Linked DNA regions of Sus scrofa: region 2 is linked to region 1. Evidence: chromatin contacts called from public Hi-C data. All regions are on one chromosome and are shown on one strand. Each heading gives the region's core, a stretch centred on a gene start, on an enhancer-like site or on the middle of the called end of the contact. The rest is flanking DNA. Distances are from core to core; before and after follow the strand shown. Region 1 overlaps TMCC2 (transmembrane and coiled-coil domains protein 2). Region 2 holds the start of NUAK2 (NUAK family SNF1-like kinase 2).

What was found. A called contact is a pair of places that touch in the nucleus more often than the background predicts.
Region 2: a Hi-C map of subcutaneous adipose tissue shows a contact between it and region 1, with 4 times the contacts expected there. The contact joins the promoter of NUAK2 here to the enhancer-like site in region 1. A contact is called at or near these places in 5 of 5 promoter capture datasets (fetal liver, fetal skeletal muscle, liver and 1 more), 38 of 47 Hi-C or Micro-C datasets (adipose tissue, alveolar macrophages, blood and 17 more) and 2 of 2 datasets of contacts at active chromatin or transcription factors (alveolar macrophages and skeletal muscle).

The regions. Positions count from the first base shown.
Region 1 is chr9:65,951,018-65,954,622 of Sscrofa11.1, reverse strand. It overlaps TMCC2 (transmembrane and coiled-coil domains protein 2), which reads right to left. Exons shown (of 5, transcript XM_021063276.1): 5 at 2,017-3,421. The coding sequence ends at 3,110. Among named protein-coding and RNA genes, the nearest start is that of TMCC2, 43 kb to the right of the region's middle. Within about 2 kb of position 1,707, at least 6 of the 83 cell types and tissues checked have an H3K27ac peak or open chromatin away from gene starts, as enhancers often do. A contact at or near this core is called in adipose tissue and subcutaneous adipose tissue, where this site is marked.
Region 2 is chr9:65,999,677-66,003,323 of Sscrofa11.1, reverse strand. NUAK2 (NUAK family SNF1-like kinase 2) reads left to right here and starts at 1,659. Exons shown (of 8, transcript XM_003357391.4): 1 at 1,659-1,959. The coding sequence starts at 1,714.

The DNA.
Region 1 (3,605 bases), core at 458-2,957:
GGCATCTAAAGGAGGGTGCTCCCCTGCAGAGGCCACCCTGATTCAGAGTCTCACCCTGTGACCCTGGTGGGAGAGGTGGGCCTGTCCAGCACGGGGCAATTCCCCTTTTTAGAGTGGACAGAGGCACAGACATAAACAGGGAGGGGCAGTGACCGACAGAGGAATGAAACCCAACCTCTGGGCGGGGCGGGCTTTGCCAGAAGCCCCTGATCCCAGAGAGGCAAATACATGGCCTGCTTGTTCCCTTTTTGCATCTTTTGATCTTCCCCTCTCCTTGGGGTGTTTGCAGCCTCAGGATCAGCTGAGAATGTCCCCCGCCCGCCCTCCCTTTCGGTGTGGACTGTGGCCGGCAGTGACATCTAAGAACTAGTGCAGGGAAGGCACCTGACCTTGGGGAGGAATGTGGGAAATGTCTGCAGCTTGGAGCAGCCACCCCCCACCTGGGCCCCAGGAATGTGGGCTTCAGGCCCAAGAGCTCACGGTCCCCCGGGGCGGTGTTTTGCCTCTGGAAGAGCGGGGGGGGGGGGGGTCCAGGAGTGACATTGTTGGAAAGCCCCATAAGGTCACCTGGTGGAACTCCTACACGTTACAGAGGGTGAAGATGAACTAGCAACACTGCCCTCCTGGCGGTGCCAGAACAGCACCCTCTCAGATCCAGCTAAGGGCATGGTCGCTGACTCCTAAATTCCCCTCAAACCCGAGCTCATGGAGACAGCTGTAACTTGACTTCTCAGATCTACAGAACCAGAGAATGGTTGAAATAAGCAGCTGCTGCATCATCCATATTACAGATGTGGAAACTGAGGCCCAGAGAGATGGGAGTTGGACAGGTGCACTAACTATGCACCAGGGCTCTGTGTGGTAGGTGCTTTCTGTACACCCCTCCTGCTTCCATGAAGCTGGGCCTTGGTATCTCCTTCTAGTAGAAGACTCAGTTGGACCCATCAAGCTCCCACAGGGTTCCTGCTGGGAATCCAGCGGCTTCTGTGGGTCCCCATAACTGTCAGGGGTGGGAGATATAGCCAGAGGGCACACCCTGAGGGCCTGGTCTCTAAGCTCGAGGCCACACTCCAGCTCCTGGTGACCAGGTGATCTTTGCTCTGGCTGGACAGCATTGGTAAGACTATGCGAACACCAACGAGGCTTGTCTTTGGGACACATGTACTCCAATGTTCATTGCAGGACTACTTTCAATAGCCAAGACATGGAAGCAGCCTAAATGTCCATCAACAGAGGAGTGGCTCAAGAAGATGTGGTACATATACACAATGGACTATTACTCAGCCATTAAAAGGAACGAAATACGAAATTCCGGCATTCTTAGCAACATGGATGGACCTATAAATGATCATGCTAAGTGAAGTCAGCCAGACAATGAGACACCAACATCAAATGCTTTCACTGACATGTGGAATCTGAAAAAAGGACAGAATGAACTTCTTTGCAGAAAAGATACTGACTCACAGACTTTAAAAAACTTATGGTCTCCAAAGGAGGCAGTTTGGGGGTTGGGGGTATGCGCTGGGGTTGTGACTTGGAAAGCCTATAAAACTGGATTGTGATGATCACTGTACAAGTATAAATGTAATAAATTCATTGAGTAATTAAAACAAAACAGAGGCTTGTTTGTCTTTGGGACCGAACCCTAGGAAAGGGTTGAATAAGGACTCTGCTGCCCTCTCGTGGCCACACCTGAGCATGACTTGCCGTCCAGGCCTCCAGCTGCTTATCTTCTCCCATTTAAGGAACTGCTCTCCCAATTCCCTTCCTCCTAGAAAGCACTCTGCAGGTGCTGGATGGGACAAGCATCATCTCACCTCCCTACCATCGAAGCCAGAGCTTTGGCTGCAGAAAGCAAATGGAAGGGTGAATGACACCTTGTTCAACGTCAGATCCTGGAGGATAAAGTCTCAGGCCAACGGGTGTGGTCCCAGCTGTGTTACCCAGAAGGCTTGAGTGTTGGAAGAGACTGAGTGGTTTCCACGGAAACAGCCTAATCAATCAGCACAACACAGGATGGTTTGAAAATTTAGAGGGTATTTATTTCTCGGGAAGGTCCACAATAGCTGGCAGGCCCTGCCCTCCCCTGCTCCAAGGGGATTTCTTTCTCCTTTTCCGAGAAGCCCCCCCTCTTCTTGGAAGCGCCCTCGGGGAGGCTGGGAAGGGAAGAGAAACCATACACAACACTCCAGAGCCTTAAAAAAATAAAGCAACAAACAACCTCCCCCACACAAACACACACATACCAAATAAATAGACGTATAAAAGAGGCCGAGGGGCTGCCTGGGAAGGTGGAGCCGGCTGGCCCTGCCCCCACTTCTCGCAGCCAGGATGATCCAGAGCTAAGTGGGATGGAAGTGCCTGACAAGCCAAGAAGCAGCCCTGGCTTCAGAGAGAGGACGGGGTGAGGGCGGGGCCCTCTCCCTGGAGCTCAGGGGGATCCGGTCCAAAGGAACGAATAAATAAATAAATAAAATAAATAGAACCTTAAGGGCTTGGGCTGAGGCTGGGGGCCCCTCGGGCCTCTTTCCCTGAAAAGAGCAGATCCAGGGACAGGCAGAAAGAACTCCAGAGAAAACACGAATCCAAAGCCATGCCCACCCAGCCTCCCGAGAGCCTGCCTGCCTCCTTCAGATCCCAGAAGGGCCCAACCCACTATCCAGCCTCAAACAGCTCTGGAGGAGGGAACAGGAGCTGCCAGCCTCTCCCCCAGGGAAGCTGAGGCATGGCCCTCCCCTGTCCCCATGCTCATTGGCCTTCCTGAACCATGTCATCTGTGTCAGCTGGGAGAAATCATCGTGTGACTATAAATTTAATCAAAACAGTCCATCAGGGTGTCCCCTGCTCTATTTGGTCACGGACGTCCCTGCCGCCTCCAGCCGGGGTGACCCTGGAGGCTCCCTTCAGGCCAACAGGGACAGAAGGCATCGGACCGAAGAAAGCAAGAACAGAGAAGGGGGCAGACGGAGCTGGAATGGACAGTTTGGGCAGGAGGCCAAACTGGACACAGGAAGAAGTCCCAGGGACTCCGGAGCCCCAGGGTCCCCCCCGCGGGGAAGCATGGCCAGCTGGGCGCCGGGGACCGCACAGGGTCGGGACAGGCCGCCGCTCAGCTGGGCAGCAGCACGTGCTCCAGGAGGTAGGTGAGGGAGTCCCAGTGCTTCCAGAGGAGGAAGAGGACGAGGACCAGGAGGGCGGTGCTGGTGATGCGCAGGCGGGTCTTCATGAGGGGCGTGATGAAGTTGGCGATGGTGGACACGAACACCAGCAGCACGGCCATGAGCGCCAGGATCACGTTGATGAACTTGCCCAGCAGCGCCCGCGCGTTGGCGTTCTCCACGCCCTCCAGCTGCACCACCTGCTGCTGTTGCTGCTGCAGCTCCAGCTTGGTGACCCGGGTCAGGCAGGACTCCACGGCCTCCTGCAGGGGACACAGGGTGGGCGTGTGGGAGCTCAGGGCAGGCAGACCCCCAGCCTGAACCCTACCTGCCCCGTGCATGGGGCGCCTCCTCCCAAGGCCCGGCAGGGTAGAGGGTGATCGGCGGTAGCTGGGGGCTGTGTCCTTTAAGGATGACTATCTGGGGAGGCTGGTGGGAAGCTTTTTA
Region 2 (3,647 bases), core at 410-2,909, 49 kb before region 1:
TCAAGATTTGGGGAAAGAGATTGGTTTCCTGCATAAGAGTGTCCTCTTCTGCCACAAAGGAGGCAAAGGGCCCCATTCTCCATCCCTAACTCACAATAGAAAGGATCAAAGGATCAGTAGAAGTAGGAAAGTAGGCAGATGCTAAATACAAAATTCAATCCCTGAGGATCTGGTCCTTCTTGATCCTCAGGGCATCCTGAATACACAGCTGGAGGCACCATCCTTCTGGTGCTTGTGAATCCCATCTCTGCCAGTTTCTCACCAGTTGTGTGGTCTTGACAGAATAATACCTCCTTCATAGGAGTGGGCTACCATGAAGCCTCAAGGAGAAATGTTCCTTTCTCCCCACACTCTCCACATTTAAAGGAAGAAGGGGAGCCTACGGATATTCTCATTTCACTCTAAATGACACTCAGAATGGGGATTCTGGACCTGGGGATTCTGCCCCAGGTCTTAAAAACCAAGCCACACCTCATGATCTACCTGGCTCCAAAACCACAGAAAGAAAAACTTAGGTGGGCAGCTATTTACTGGTTTAACAACACAAGTTGTATAGGAGGAGTGTATTGTATTTTTTAAATGTTTCCCGGAGTTCCCATCGTGGCTCAGCAGTAACAAGCCTGACTAGTATCCATGAGGATGCAGGTTCAAACCCTGGCTTTGCTCAGTGGGTTGAGGATCCGGTGTTGCTGTGAGCTGTGGTGTAGCTCAAAGACAAGGCTCAGATCCCACAGGGCTGTGGTATAGGCCAGCCTCTGTGGCTCAGATTCAACCCCTAGCCTGGGAAATTCCATATGCTGTGTGCGTGGCCCTGAAAAGACAAAAAAAAAAACAAACATAGCAATGAATAAATATCTCCTTTTGGCTCTCTCTACCTCCTTCCAACATTTCATAAATTCTACCACATTTTGAGAATTTGGTACTTCTACTCAGCCCTAGAAGCCTTCTTTGGTGAAGTACTTTTTGGAACCACATTTTGGGGATACAATTAAGGTTGATCCAACTGAGGAGAGGTGAACTCAAGAACCCTGGAACAGCTCTCCATCAGCCCTTCCTCTTGACTGCAGTCTGTCTCCATCCCATTCCGTCCCTCCTTCCTCCTTATGGCCTTATCCAAGTGGTTAAGTGACTGTATAGATTTCTGCTAGAAAGAAGCAAAGCTCTCAGAACGGAGAAACACGTTGGAGACTTCTAGTACTGTCATATTGCCCCTTGCTAACTGAGAACAGCAAATAGAAGGGGAACAGGTGGCTCTAACCAGGACCAAGAGGTTCTCAGAAGCAAGAGCAGTTTCAGGGGCCCTCAAAGGTTCCGGACCCCAGTAGCGTCAACAGCAGTAGCCTCTCCCCTCCCCCCCTCCGAGTAGCCGCCACTGTTGTCCACTGTTCCTTTGCCTGCCCCTCAGGGGCCCAGGTGGGCGGGGCTCCATTGACACCTTTCCCTGCGGCGCGGAGGGGAGGAGGCGTGGCCGGAGCCAGGGAAGCCAGTGTGGGCGGCCCTGGTTACACGCAGAAGGGAACTGGCCAATGGATGGACACTGGGGGGCGTGGCCAGAGCCTCCGGCTTGGGGCGTTTATAACAACTTGGAATGCGGCGCCTGGTCGTGCGCGCTGGTGTGGCCGTGGGTTCCCGGCCGGGGTGTAAGACGGGTTCCCCAGCTCTACCTCTCCCCGTGCAGCCAATTCCCCCTCTGCCCTCGCTCACCTGCTCGCCATGGAGTCCTTGGCTTTCCCCCGGCGCCTCGGCCCGGGTCCCTCGGCCACCGCTGCCCTGGCAGCGGAGCTTGTTCGGCCTTTGGCCGACGGGCTCCTCAAATCGCCCAAACCCCTGATGAAGAAGCAGGCGGTGAAGCGGCACCACCACAAGCACAACCTGAGACACCGCTACGAGTTCCTGGAGACCCTGGGCAAGGGTACCTACGGGAAAGTGAAGAAGGCTCGGGAGAGCTCGGGGCGCCTGGTAAGTGCACTTCCCTGTCCCGGCGCGCCGTGCCGGGCTCCGGGGCTCTTGGGGTCTCGGGGCTTGGCCGCCAGCGGAGGGTGATGGAGGGTGGGACGAAGGCTAGTGCCTTGCTCCGTGGAGGGGCCCGCATTGTCTTTACTGCACCAAGGTTGCGTATGTGTATGGGTTGCTGGTGGTGTCCGCTGTAGTTCTTCTCTCTGATATTGCAGTGCTAATGGTCATGGACCTGAGAACCCCAACAGCTCAGCATATGATGATTGCCAAATGAGTGAGGCGGGGCGCATAGAGGACGAGGAATAGTGTTCTGTCTTGGGATGAGAAAGCTCCTAAAGAACGAAAATGGGTTTTAAGTGGAATTTTTGCTGGTAACAGACTATCTATCCAATAGACTGGGATGGGAAAGGAAGTAGAAAACACCTGATCTTAGAAGGAGGTTAGTAAAAGTGTGTCGTTGAGTACATGAATGAGGTAACTAATTCCTCAATTAAGTGTGGATAGTTCCGCAGCCCAGCACACTATGGAGATTACCCCCCACACACCACCACCCCATCAGGGGGTGCTAGTGAATTTGACCTTTAGGCCCTTTCCAGCTTTAAGACTGAGTCCAACTTTCATTATGATGGGTTTTTAATTCTGAGAATATGAAACCAAGCTCTGGTGCAAAGTCCACTGTGCGCCTCAGGATACCTTTGGGACTGGGGCCTTTTCAGGTATATGTCTTATTAATTTGGAGGGGGTGTATATATTCTGTGAGCAATTCACTTTATCTCTATGCGCTTGTTTCCCCTTCTGCAAAAATGAAATAAAATAGTCTCAGTCATGGATGCTTATGAGGACCGAATGAGATACAAATATGAATTTAAATTGTTCCTGAGATTGAGAACTGATATTTATATCTGGAAAAGAAGGCCAGCCCTGAAAGGATGGCAAGTTTCACCAAGTTAACAGTGGTTCCCAAACTTGAGTTTATGTACACAGGAATCACATGGGTGCTTGTTTAATAATTCCCTGCTTCCACGCTCAGAGGATTTTACTCAGAAGGTCTGGAAGGGGCCAAATCATCTATATTATAACAAGGCTTTTAGGGCAGGTGGTTTAGGGATTGTTTTGCCAAATCCAGTTGCATGCTGGGTGTGAGATGTGCCTGGATGTGTGTGTGCCCGTGTGTGTGGCCATGGTTTGCCTTATCAGCTATGGCAGCAGTCACCTCCCCAGATTGTTTGCTTTTGCAGCCAGTAGCTGGTTTGAAATTCGAGAAGTCATTTCATTGGCGAAGGAGAGTGGACTCTGGGGAAAGGAGACTGGATTATGGCCCCATCAATAGGACCGAGTATGTTTTTCCTGCTAACGCCTGGCACAGTCCCCAGTTGCCCGCTGCCAGGTTACAGCTATTGGGCAATCATGTACTTCCTGGCTTTCCTTTTCATTCCCTTTCTATAAAGTGTGAGGGCCTCGTCAGGCTCCAGGCTTGAGACTGCTGGGCTCAGGCTTTGTCAGGGGCTCAGCTGGAGGATAACTGCTTGTGGCTTGTGCCTCTTTTGGGGGACAGACTGGATTGGGGGAACTGGGATGGCCTGGAAACTGAGACTGAAGTTCAGAAATCCCACTGAGTTCTTGACCTAGGTCGCTGCATGTGTGTGTGTGTGTGTGTGTGTGAGTGAGAGAGAGAGAGAGAGTGAGGGAGA